Regions from separate parts of the Mus musculus genome. Here region 2 is linked to region 1. Evidence: chromatin contacts called from public Hi-C data. All regions are on one chromosome and are shown on one strand. The core of a region is the stretch at or near the end of the contact, and the rest is flanking DNA. Distances in the headings are between cores, read along the strand shown.

Evidence for each region. Hi-C and Micro-C count contacts between places; a contact is called where the count stands out from the background.
Region 2: a contact with region 1 is called in a Hi-C map of cortical neurons, with 4 times the contacts expected there. The contact joins two enhancer-like sites. A contact is called at or near these places in 4 of 484 Hi-C or Micro-C datasets (cerebral cortex, cortical neurons, nephron progenitors and 1 more) and 1 of 115 datasets of contacts at active chromatin or transcription factors (astrocytes).

What each region holds. Positions count from the first base shown.
Region 1 is chr9:34,408,901-34,415,852 of GRCm38.p6, reverse strand. No RefSeq gene overlaps it. Among named protein-coding and RNA genes, the nearest start is that of Kirrel3, 76 kb to the left of the region's middle. Within about 2 kb of position 3,467, at least 19 of the 459 cell types and tissues checked have an H3K27ac peak or open chromatin away from gene starts, as enhancers often do. A contact at or near this core is called in cortical neurons, where this site is marked.
Region 2 is chr9:34,750,818-34,756,847 of GRCm38.p6, reverse strand. All of the region lies in intron 1 of Kirrel3 (kirre like nephrin family adhesion molecule 3), which reads right to left. Among named protein-coding and RNA genes, the nearest start is that of Gm33561, 100 kb to the left of the region's middle. Within about 2 kb of position 3,852, at least 22 of the 459 cell types and tissues checked have an H3K27ac peak or open chromatin away from gene starts, as enhancers often do. A contact at or near this core is called in cortical neurons, where this site is marked.

The sequences.
Region 1 (6,952 bases), core at 2,218-4,717:
TTTGGACTTGGGGCGAATCCACCTCATTGGCCTAGGCTCTCTTTACTCATGGAAAGGGTGACATTGGAGTTACAAAGCAAGCTCCAGTCTCTTTAGGGGCTGGGGAGGTAACACAGATGTGTAATAATCAGGTGTAGACCTGACCAAGGTACCTAATGTGTGCTTTTTTGAATACAACTGGGCTTATTCTAAAATACATGAATGGGTAAAGATTAGGCAGTTCACTGAGAGCTTTTAACTTGAGGCCTCAGAGATGAAATGTCTGCTATTATGGCACCTGGCTTTAATTTCTATAGTAACCATGAAGAGATATACAGGATAAGGCAGAAGTTCATGGAAGGCAATAGCCACAATGAGATGGCCAATAGGAAACTGTTGCATTCTTCCAAGGTAAAGAAATAAACAGCTGGAGGCCTTCGATGACCTATTATTACTATAGGGACTTCGAATAGCCATGGGGTGTCTTGTGGGCTGTTGACAAACTTTGAGGTACAAAGCTAACTGAGACCCATTTTTGGTTATTTAACCAAACCTCCTTTACATCTTGATTGGGTTAATTTATTTATGCTTTTCCTGTATCTCAGTCCCCTGCCCCTCCACCCCACCCCACCCCACAAAATGGCAAAACAAATAATACTGAGTCTGGAGAGTTGTTATGAGGATTAAATTAATGGGTCTGAATAATTAATCCTGAATCATGTAGAGTAAGCATTTGATAAATGCTAATTGCTGTTTATTAAAGTGACCTTCCAGCTTTGGTATATTGGCACAAGGCAGGAGAGGCATGCTATAGTAGAGGGGGGTGTGTGGTGCTAATATTTACAAATTTCTGGCAAGTGTCACAAGGCCAATCCCTCCACTGAGCACATTATTGCATGGCTTTTGCTTGCAGCCAAGATGGCACACTGAACATTCCTCCAGTAGATACTCTTTTACACGCACCATCTAATTGGATTCCTCAGAGGGAAAGAGGCAAGCAATGTCTCCCTCATTTCACAAAGGCAGAAGTATGACTTCAAGGAGGTTATATAATTTGTTCAAAGTCACCCAGCTGGCAAGTATTCATGTCTAAGATACTCAATTCCCTTGATGGTGGTCTTTCTGCTTGATGGAGTTATTGTTCCTCGTGGGAAATGGTTGCTTATGATTGTGGGTAATTAACACACTCCAGCCAGGATAACTGTTGACTCAAACTATGACTTCAGGTGTTTGCTTTAACACGGATTTCTGCGGCAGGCTCCACATCTGTTAAATCAGGATTTCTGGGAGAATGACCCAGTAGTTTGTATATTTCCTGGATGGTTCTGTTGATCAGGACTAGCTGGGGAATGCTGAGCCAGAGAATCCTACCCAGAGAACCCAGCTTTGCACTGAGAGTTTATTTTAGCTGCAGTAGGGATATCTAATAAGGTCAGGAGAAGGCTGGGTCAAGGGGTGGTAGCTTGTTCTGGGGACTGAAAATTTGGCAACAGGTACACATCCAGTCTTGCAAGGTGGGTAAGCAATGTCTTCCGGGGAAACAAAAGGTGGCCGATAATGAGAGCTGGGGAGCCATTTAGTGGTTTCAAACTATTGGTGTGGCATGCTTGACTGTCCTGTTTCCAAAGTTAAGGTGCCAATGCCAGGTAAAGAAGTTGTTTCTCAGTGACTGTTAGGTCCTGTTCAGTCCAACACTGCAATTAGCCTCAAGGTGAGATTGGTCAATTAAAGTATTTGAAAACAACCAAAGGAGACAGGGTAAAATGCTAAAAGCTTGAAGTACGGAGCTTGTGTCCAACCTCAGGAAGCTTTTACTTCAGGAGGTGAGATGGTTGCTGGATGCAGCTTTGCAAGATGTGATTCAGGACAACAAGAACCGCATAATTATAGTTCCACAGGTTACAGTTGGCTTCTCCTCCATTAGTCTTGTTGACACATTTCATGGGACTCTCTGTACTCACCCTGACCTGCCAAAATGCTCTCAGCTTCTGCCCTTTGGCTCAGGCTGTGTGGCTGGCAAGCTATCCTTCAACCTCTAACTCCACTGTGGAGTTAAGTTCAAATTAAGTCCCCCCACTAGTGAAGCTAGTCCTGTTCCTTTTCAAAAAGGCAGATGGGACCAACATTCTATTAGTTCTTAGCTCCCATGTTGTGTCTCACAGTGTTGTGTGTTTTTTCCCCTTTCCCTTCTGGGATCTAAGTGCCTCAAAGTCAGGACCTATAGATTTCAGCACAGAATTTACTAGCAGGATGTAGTATGCAACAGTTTAGTTTGTCTATACACACTTGTATACTTGCTTGCGGGGGACACAGGTTTTGAGGCCCTTTGTTCAGACTCTTAGCCTTGAAGTGACATGATGTCAGTGGACTCTTCAGGCCAGACAACAGCAAACCTAAGGGGGAGTGGTGTATATTTGCTAGCCTCAAGTCTACACAGATCAGAGTTTGTAAATGTTGCAATGAACTCACCCAAACTTGTCTCTCAGGCCTGTTTTCTCACCACCATGATTCCAATTCTTAGGTAGGTTGCTTTTTGCAATGGAGGGCAGAAGTGGTGTTCAGCATCCCTCGGTTTGTATCCCACTTGCTCAGATATTCAGAGGAAAGAGAGCTCCCTTTCTTAGAAATACTGACACAAATTCAAAGCCGAGCCTTTGTCACGACTCTGATTGGCTACTCCTTTGTTGAAAGGTCATGAGCCCCTACTTAAACCAGGGAGAGAGAACAGGTGTAGACTCGCACAAAGAAGAGAAGGCGGGTGGATGCTAAGCAGCCACAAACAGCAGATGCCTGAGCCAGGGTTGTTTAACTTTTCCTGGGAAAATACTCCACCACCAAATTATGTTCCTTAACGCTGATTTCATTTCTGATGCTAAACAGGCATTGTATAAAAAAGTGCATGCATTAATCATAAGATAAGTCATTCCCAAAGCTTGTGAAGATCTCAGGGCAGCTTGTCTATGGAATACGCACCTCAACTCACAACCCATGCAAAATGATCCTAAAGAAGTCACTGAGGCGTGTTGAAGAGTGGAGAATGCTAATTGCAGCAACATCTATCTAAAAAGAGCAACAAATTCTAAAATAACAAATGACTATCTCAAGTGGAGTATGGGTTAGATACCTTATAGTACAGTCATTAAAAATGATGTTCCTGCAATGTACTTGATATAGAAAAAAATGCTCAGGGAGTTATGATATAATGCTAAACAGAAATGCCAAGATGGAAAGCGTTTATATGTTGCAATCCCAAATTTGTGTGAATATGCATAGCTTTAGCAAAGGCTGGGAAGAAGCACTCAGAAATGTTAAAAGTTTTGGGAACGGTAAAATTACCAATGAATTTTCCCTTCCTTTATATTTTTCTGTTTCCCAAATATTTTCCCCCAACACATTTTGTAGTTTTTGTATGCATGCTTTTGCATCTGGGCAAGTAGAAACACACTGCATTGAATTCACGCTGATTGCAAAGTGGGACGGTCCATCTTCTCCAGGGCTGGGCTAGGAACAGACTCAGGATAAACTTCACGACTTCAAGGCTAGGCAAGAGGACAGACACCTTAGCTTCCAGTTAATTCCATGTGGGATATGAGGAGGAGGCTTCCTGGCTGCTAACTCAACTTGCAGAGCAGGTAGATGTGTGTGTGTGTGTGTGTGTGTGTGTGTGTGTGTGTGTGAGAGAGAGAGAGAGAGAGAGAGAGAGAAAGAGAGAGAATCACTCCTCCTTGGAGGACTGCAATAAAGGAGCATATGTATCAACTAAAAAAAATTCCTTGGCAACAAAAGCTTTTTAATTGAACACAGTCTCTTCAGCCAACTTATGTAAATTCTATCCCAATTTTGGGCATCTATTTTGAGCACAGAGAAAAGCGGTATGAATCTTGCCCTAAAATTGTGCTCAACAGAAGGGGTGACGCCATATGGATGCCATGCTATGGGAGCCTGTCACCTGCTAACCGCTATGAGAAATTACAGGTTCTAATCGCTTTCCTGCTGGCTAAGGAGTCCTAGTGGGTGGGAACACTTAGGGCATCAATGTAAGATGTGACAGGCAGATATTCTCCTGGGGCCTCATGGCCACAGGTGTGACAGAAGTCACAGAGTGAGAGGAGAAGGGAGCAGTGAGCTGTGAGTGGGAAGAGTGCTGGCTTTTTTCACCAAAAGAGAGGGAGCAGAGTTTCCTCTTAGGCTACTGTGACCTGCACTTCAGGTTTAGCAAGTCTCCCAGCTAGAAGGCAGTGGGGCCCTTTGGTGAGTGGAATGACCTAGGTAATTATCTCACTGAGAAGCTGAGAAGGAAGAGAGTGATCTACCCACTACACTGTATATGTCAGAGGGAACACAGGCTTTCCCAAGGCCTGCTGCTGGTACCCTCCTACTCGGGGAACACTGAGCACTATCCATCACTTCTTTTGAGTTTCAGAAGAAGGATGCGTTTTGTCATAGAGCCACTCCCTCCTGCCATGGGGTCTTTTAGTAAGGTAGCAAGTTAGCATCGGGAGGGAGTAGAGGTTGCTAGGTTTCACACTCTAGGTAGCTTCCTATACATCTCGAGACCTTTTTTTTTTTTTCTAGAAAGGGTTCTTGCCATAGATAAAATGGTCATTAAATACAATTCAGCAAAAGATGCGGACACATTTTTCTGTTTACTCTCTGCACACCCCAACCTCATTCACTCCAATTTTCAGGCCAAAGTCATAAGCCAACTCAATTTCTGGGGTTTGGCCTTTCCCTTTCCTTGATCCTAATTTAGAGCTTTGTTGGCTTGGGCACATAGACTGAGGATGTAATGAGTTGAGTTGTAGGATGCATGAAGATGGAGCTGCTGTCGCCTGTTTTATAGGCACTAGCTCAGAGAGGACAGAGACCATGTCCCTAGTAGGGTACATGGCAGAAAGCTGAGATGAGAGATCTGATTAAATCAATGTTTCCAGAGTTTCTGTGGGTCCTGTCTGAAGCTATTTGATAAAACAGAGCACAGGAGGCCAGTGTGACTAGTTGCAGACAGTTGTGTGTACAAAGCATTCAACAACAGGCCATGAAGCCAGGGTGCTGGATACACAGCAAGTAGAAGGTTAAGTCTCCCTGATCTAGCTGTACTTCTTTTGCCTGGCTAAAGAACATTTAGGTTTTATGAGGAAGATATGCTATCTAAATTACCTACCTGGCTTAGAACACATAATAGCTTTCTTCTCTGCTTTTCTTCTCTCTTCCCTTGCTTCTAGCATCTCTTCACCCTACCCCTGGTCTCCATCTTTCTTTTCTCTTCTCTCTTTCTCCATCCCTTTCTCCTTTCTTTGTTTCCTTCCTTCAATTATCATATGTGTTCATCAAATACTTGCTGTTCTATAGGTGCCATGATAGTGACTTGGAACAAAAGAAAAACATGAGTGAAACATTCCTGACTTGATGGAATTCACAGCCTAAGAAAAGACACAAGCACGTCAACAGTCACGCTAGATCGAAATGCTTTTGTGGACATGGGGGGTAACTGTGATGATTCATAAGAGAGCTTCTACATCAGACTACCAAGGACTACAAATTGTCAGTGGGGTTCTGTGATGGTTTATGAGTGTGAGTGTGTGTGTGTATGTGTGTGTGTGTGTGTGTGTGTGTGTGTGTGCGCGCGCGTGTGTGCATGCCTGTGTGTTTAAAGAGGCAGGCAGAGACAGACATCCATACAGTCTAGGGAAAGTATTAATTCACTGAATGAAATCTTGGGACAGGTGTCACTTCCTAGACAAGCCATCCGTGACACTTCGTGTCTTCCATGCTGTTTAAATGAAAGCCTGAGAAACGGGTGTGGAGCACTTTGCACAGATGCTGCCTGCCCCACAGAAATGGTCAGAACAGTGCTCGGTGGTCATAATACCACGTTTTCTTTTTCATAGTTTTTAAAAGGAGTTTGGGTTGGGTTTTAATTTTGTGTGTCTTCCTATGGGTTTGTGCATGTCCATGAAAGGAACTCTCAGGCCAGAAGATAGCATCAGAATCCCCTGCACCTGGAGTTGTGAGCCCCCAGACACGGAGGCTGGGAAATGAAATCTGGTCCCCTATAAAAGTGGTAGACGCTCTGAATGGAGGATCTATCTCTGGGGCCTACAGCTGTCTTTAAAAAATCACCTCCACCTCCAACACTACCACCAGCATCACCAGCACCAGCAGCACCAGCAGCACCAGCAGCACCAGCAGCACCAGCAGCACCAGCAGCACCAGCAGCACCAGCAACACCATCAGCACCAGCACCACCAGATTGTTCCTGTATAGTCTAAACTGGCCTGCAGTTTCTTATCCCCCTTCTTCCATCTCTCCAATGTTAGGGTTACAGGTGCACACCAGCACACTTTTGCTAGTGTGTCTTTACACATAGTTCAATTCAATGAATGTTTCAGGTTAAAAAGACACTATAACGAACCATAAACAATCCATTCACTTTTGTTTGTCTGTTTTTGAGACAAGGCCTATGTAGCTTTGGCTAGCATGAACTCACTGTGTAGACAAGGCTGGCCTGGAACTCATAGAGATTGTCCTGCCTTTGCTTCCTTAGTGCTAGGATTAAAGATGCATACCACCACACTGCAGCAAGAAATACATTCTCAAGTATAGAACAGTATGTGTAAAAGTAGAGATATGAAAACCAGAAAAAGCAGTGGAGACTAGGAATGCATGAAAGGGTTTTGAGGGATGAATAGGAGTTTGTAATAGGACAAAGAACAAGAGGAAGGGCACAGCAGGTGAGGGAACTGATCATCCTGGAATAACCATGGAATTGCCTGAGAATAGATGAGAAGATGAAGTGGCAATTGTTGAGGATGAAAAGGTTGTCAGCAGTGGAATAACATTTTAAACAAATTACCCACAGTGAGGAGCCACCGGCTGCATATTTCTATTATCAAGCTCATCCAACTGTATTGTAAGCTATCTACATTTGTCTCCCTGCAGGATCACGAGCTTGTTGGATGAAGAGATACTT
Region 2 (6,030 bases), core at 2,603-5,102, 340 kb before region 1:
GGGGCCCATAGGAATTCATGGTTCTGATTCTCAGGTGAGGCTGGAGGAGTTGGGGTACAATGATAAATGGTCTTGGGTGCTGCCACTGGAAAGCCAAAGGCCTGAGGTGATGCTGGGAGGTCCTGAAAAGGAAATGGTTGCAGACAATTAACATCCAAACAAACTGATTGGCTACAGATCCAGGAAGTAGAAGCTAATTGGTGGGGAACACTGCAACACTCTTCCTTCTTCCTGGACATTTAGGCAGAAAGTATTGCATGCACAGAGGCTTGGAGGCCTGCGCATACATTTTATATTTGAAGGTAAAGGGCAATGGGAGGAGAGACTTGGTTGGAGCTAAGGGTCTTAGCTTAGGTGTGGAAGAAAAAGCCGTGGGTGGGTGGTCAGGACTGTCAGGGCTTCCGATGCCATTCTTAAAAGTCAGGCATTCTCATGGAAGCAAAGGTGAGCCACTGGGTCCTTCCAAGAACAGGAAGCAAGGTATCCAGGAAGATCAGTAAGGACGATGCTGCAGAGGCCCTGGGGAGAGACAAAGAGTCTGGACCACGCTGTGCTGTTTGTAGCAGTTAGGATGGGAAAGCGTCCAGATACGCTAGGCAGCAGACGGAATGGGCCTCAGTGACTGAGGGAAGCGTGCATGCTGGAGAGGGAGAGAGGCATTAAATAACTAATTACATAATTAATTATGCAATTAGCACTGTGAGAGGTGGTCTCAAGAAGGCTGAAGGGCTGAAGACATGTGTGTGTGTGTGTGTGTGTGTGTGTGTATGTGTGTGTGTGTGTGTGGATAGATGTGTATGTAACCTGGCTAGGTAGTGGGTGACGTTCCCTTGAGGTGCTGACATTTGGCTGAGTGCTTAAAATGGGCTTGTAGGAAATATCCAGGTGAGGTGAAAACAAATACAGGTAGAGGACAACTGAGAAGATGGACACAGGAGGAACAACAGAGTACTTTGGGGGTCTAATAAGTCAATCTGGCTAGAGTAGGTTTGGGGCAACTGTAGTCTGTGGCCCCAATGTCTCTTTGTCAGGTTTACTCAGTGGAATTTTATCAACACACAGACACACCCATCTTTGCACCTTTTTTGGGGGGGTGTATGGGGATTTCTGTGTTTTGGGGGTCAGATCTATCAGGAGGAAAAGCAACACAAATGCCTTTCTTGCGTTATACATCTCTCTACTTCATCCCATGACCATGACAGAATAGAAGAGGTACACTAGAGGCTTTCCAGTTGCTTAGTATAGAGTCTTTATTCCCTGACTTTATAGGAGGAGCTGGCTGACCCTGGGTCTTAAAGCAGTGTGTCAGGACCACATCACTGGGCTAGACCCTCATGGCTTGTGGCATTGACCACTCTTAGAAAGCACCTACTAGTTAGTACCTGTGGCCAGGCCCGGTTGTGCTCTGAGTGTGATGTGGTGCAGGGGCGTCTATTTGGCTGTGGAATCATGCTTAGTTCATGAGCAGGCCAAGTGAAGAGCACCTCAGGGCAAAAGGGTTTGTGTCTGTAGGTTCCCACTGGGGCTGAGAGCCAGCTGCACTCAGGCGCCTCGCTCAACTCAGTTATCAGCTTCATTCCTCCATTTCCTGATCCCCTTCTCCCTCCTCTACATGGTTTTCCAGATTTCTACTGAAAAAAAAAAAAGACTTACATTTGAATGCCTATCTCAGAACCTGCTCTGAGCAGAGCCCAAATAAAACTTGGGGTATCCCCAAGCTGCCCACGACAGGACCTGGATACCAAGTCCTACCATGAGAGGGTGTCTTCCTCTGGATGATTAACCAAGTTTTGTCTATAGGGTTCTTTCTACCCCTCCCTGGCTCCAAGCCACAGGCTGAAGACTTGAGTTTAATCCCCCATTTAGATTCAAACACATACACCAGCCTAGCGTCTGTGGAGCTGAGTGCTCCGGGACTCTCCATTCTGCACAATCACACCCTCCACAAGCCGATTACCCCTTCACCCCAGGAACAATGCCCAGACAACCAAGCTACTTTCTGTTTTGTCATCAGATAATTCCGTTGCTTTCCTCCTCACAGGGAACTGAGCCGAGAAAGAAAGCAATTGAGAAGGCCAGCCTTGGCCTGCCCATCCCATCCCCATCTGTTTTGTAGGGGAAAGAGAGGCAACTATTCAGCATTTCTTAGTCTCCCTCCCAAAGAGCTCTGTGCACCACTGGGGCCAGGCTGGGTCTGTTGGCAGCTTTTGCTTGCACCCACTAGCCTCTGAAGGGGGGTCTTCAAATTAAAATGCATGTCTTAAGTATATACTTGTCTTTCCTGGGGATTGTTGACAGTCAAAGACCACACGGTCTCATCAGTGTGATCTCCGAGAGAGCCATGATCAGGGTAAATGGCTCCAAATGGAGATGAAAAAGCTTTTACAGTGACAGGGAAGAGCTACTGCAGGCTACTTGAGAAAATGCAGTTTGGGAATAGGGGGAAACACAGGCTGTGGTGCAAATCAAAGACAAGACAGAAGCTGCTGTAGCAGAGAAGTGATACAGAAAAGAAGGGAGATGAGAGAAGAGAGAAGAAAAGGGAAGAGTCAAGGCAAGGGATGCAAAGATGAGATGCTGCAAATAGAGAACTCAGAAGGACCAGAGAGGGGGCAGGGTGTTGAAGTACCAGCACTGACGAAGATGAGCGAAGGGACCCATGCTCTAGTGTGACTCATGCAGACAGGCTTCCAGTTCCTGTCTGAAGAACAGGCAACGAGGTACAGTGTTCACTACTCATGGGAAAATGGCTCCTTTAGGCTTAGCACAACATGCAAATTACCTTCTTAGCATCTGAATGTGTCCAATGATAGGCTCTAAGAACTTTCACAAAAGGTTGGGAATAAGAAGGATGGAGAAAAGAAGTGAATAGAAGCCGGGTTGTGGTGGTGTATACCTTTAATCCCAGCACTTGGGAGGCAGAGGCAGGTGGATTTCTGAGTTCGAGGCCAGCCTGGTCTACAAAGTGAGTTCTGGGACAGCCAAGGCTATACAGAGAAATCCTGTTTCGAAAAAACAAAAACAAAAACAAAAACAAAAACAAAAACAAAACAAAACAAAAAAAGAAGTGAATAGAAAGAGAATAGGTCTCTCTCTCTCTCTCTCTCTCTCTCTCTCTCTCTCTCTGTGTGTGCATGTACATGGTGCAAGTGCTTGCATGTGCTTGTACATGTGCATGTGTATATGTGCATTCATGTGTGTGTGTATGTATGTATGTATGTATGTATGTATGTATGTGTGTGTGTGAGAGAGAGAGAGAGAGAGAGCGAGCACTTGTGTTTAAGGTGATTGTGAAGGATAAAGGACAGAGTTGGAAAAGGGCAAGGAAGGCTGGAGAGGAAGCAGGAAGATCTGTACAAGAGAAGAGAGGATAGAGTAAGGGTTAGAGAGAGGAAGGGAGAAAAAGTAGAAGGCAGGATGCAGAGAAGAAAGAATTTGAAACTTTAAAATAAAAACAGCAGCATGGAGGGCCTGCCAGAAGCTAGGTGTTATTTTGTTGTCATATTTAATCTTCACACCAGCTCCTTATTGGCACCATTAAATGAATCCACTGAAATGGATTGCTTGGTAGCATTTTTTTTTTTTTTTTTTTTTTTTTTTGCTACAATCCAAATGCAATAACTTAAAATAGGGGGTCCGAGAGCTTCACTAACTGCCTGAAATTCCAACACCCAGCAAAATGGGATGGTGAGATTTAAACTCGGTATTAATGAAGGTTTCAGATGACCCAACAGAGCACCCCTCAAAGGAATCAAGGCGGTTATTTGCTTTCTGGACTTTAGATCCCCATCTAAGCCATGCATGCCTGTTGAACACACTTTGGAAAGATTGTAGCCTGTGAGAACTTGGGCCTCCGACCACCAGGGGGAGCTATGTCCCCAGCAGAAGCAGGAATCCAGTTTGTATAAGCGCTAGACCCTTGAAACAAAGAGTTATTTGCTATCTTGAATTTAAGATTGTAGGGCATCTGAGGGTGCTCAAGGCAGACTACAGTAGAGTGAGCTGATTCCTGTTAGCTGCCTTTCATTTTGTTCTGCACCTCATGTAAATAGGATCCACTTTATTCAAAGCAGATCTGCTTCTTTTTCCAGCTCATGGCTGTGGACTTTTCCCTACTATAGTTATTTGTCTGTCACCCTTGACAACCAAAGCATGTCTGCTCACTAACACCAATGGGCCTGGGGCCAGCAAAGTGCCCTGTGCATCACAGATGGTCAGAATATTTTTTGACAAGTGAATGAGCAAACGGGAAGCCAAGGCATGCTTGAATGGGGAGGAATCTTGAGGATGCATTTGGGCTCACCTAGCCCGGATCACCTCAGAACAACTACTGTCACAAAGCACTCCACAGACAAGATTTCCTTTGCTCCTTCTATCCCCCCTTTGGCTTTATTCAAGGATGCCTGCCCTTCTTGGTCTTTAGTTGTTAAACCCACTGGTACTTTTATTGGAGCTGATTGTCAGAAATTAGGAGGAATTTGAATTATTCTCTTATAGAACAATGAAGGCAGCCTCCCAAGGCTGGTGTGTAGACATGTGATTGGTGTTTATAAGCGGAACACTGTGGGTGGTTCCCATCCTCAGGGTGTATGTGCCAGCAGTGATAGAAAGTACACATCACCCTATGTCTACTGAATCAGCATCTCTGGGAGTTCTGGTTGTGAACCGGGCTTTGCCAGTTCTCCTTGGGCTTGGGAACAACTGTTTGCACATACCTTCCCTCTGTCCTGCTCGGGAATCTCAAACCAACTTTTCTTTTGCTGTTCTGAGGTGGGGTTTGATATAGCCCAGGTGGACTTCATGCCACCTGAGCCTGAAAATGACCTTAAAGTCCTTATCCCCCACTTCTGCCTCTGGAGAGAATGGGATGACATTGCAGACCTGCCTGTCTTCACCATCTCATTTTAAGGGATATTGGGGAATCAACCCAGGGTCTCAAGTACTCTTTGTTGGGGCTCAGCTGACTGAAGTACAGTCACAGCACCCCAATCCAGCATTCTCTTGGATGCTAAACTACCCCAGTCTAAGCAGATTCTGTCTTTCTTGGTGAATTCAGGGTCATTGCTGAAGGAAGAAGTCAGTTTTCACCAATGCTGTTTCTCCTTTTGAGTCACAACATAAAATACTTTATTGCGATTACAAATAACAAAGTTATTTCTGCTGGGCCTCAGCATCTGAACTTAATAGCATGCTGTAATGCCACCCTGTGCTGATGTGTGGCATATCTAATATCCATCTTTCTTAGAAATAACAGTGTTCAGAAATTAAAAGGGACTTTAGCAGAGAAATAATTAATGTGGATAACCGTCATAAACACCACAAGTGGAACAAATACAGATGGTAGCGAGCCATGATTGCTAATATACTAACCTGTTTTGACAGAACTTTAATTTTTTTCCTCAGGAGCTTCGTGGATGGAAGTTAAAATATCCCTCTCCTTATGACAAGAGCCCTGTCTTTCTGGGTCAGGAGTTCAGAGATTTCCTACCTGGTCAAGTAGCACCACAACAGAGGCAGGTTTTCAAGACCCAGTGGGATGGGGCTTTGTCTCCTAGGCTGCCTGCCTCCGGGCTGTGACAGGAGAGAGTTCCATCTCCTGCCTCAGGTTCCTGCAGGCTGGGTGGCCTGAAGCTGCAGCCAGACATCCACCTCTCCTGTGCTGTATCTCTGAAGGGGGAAGGGGGCTTGCTGGCTGGGCTCCGCTCAGCAGGAAGTAACTCTTTGAAGATCTTAGCTGCACACAGGTGGGGAATGCAGAGCCAGTTCCAAGAGGCTGCACAGGCATGAACACTCCTCAGGGAAGGATGACTCACCACACCCATTGGTAGAAAAGCAAAGGAGGGGCTGCTTGAGGACATAGGTGGTGGCTCCTGGCCCTGCCTTCACTGCAGTTGTTCTTTAAGCAGACATAAGAGCAGAAAGCCATTGCAGTGTCAGAGGTGGGTCAGAGATCCCCAGAGGAACCCTGGAGGTCAAACGGGGAGAGAGGGCAGAAGGAGCTGGGTTCCATTTCAGCTTATCCTCACAAGA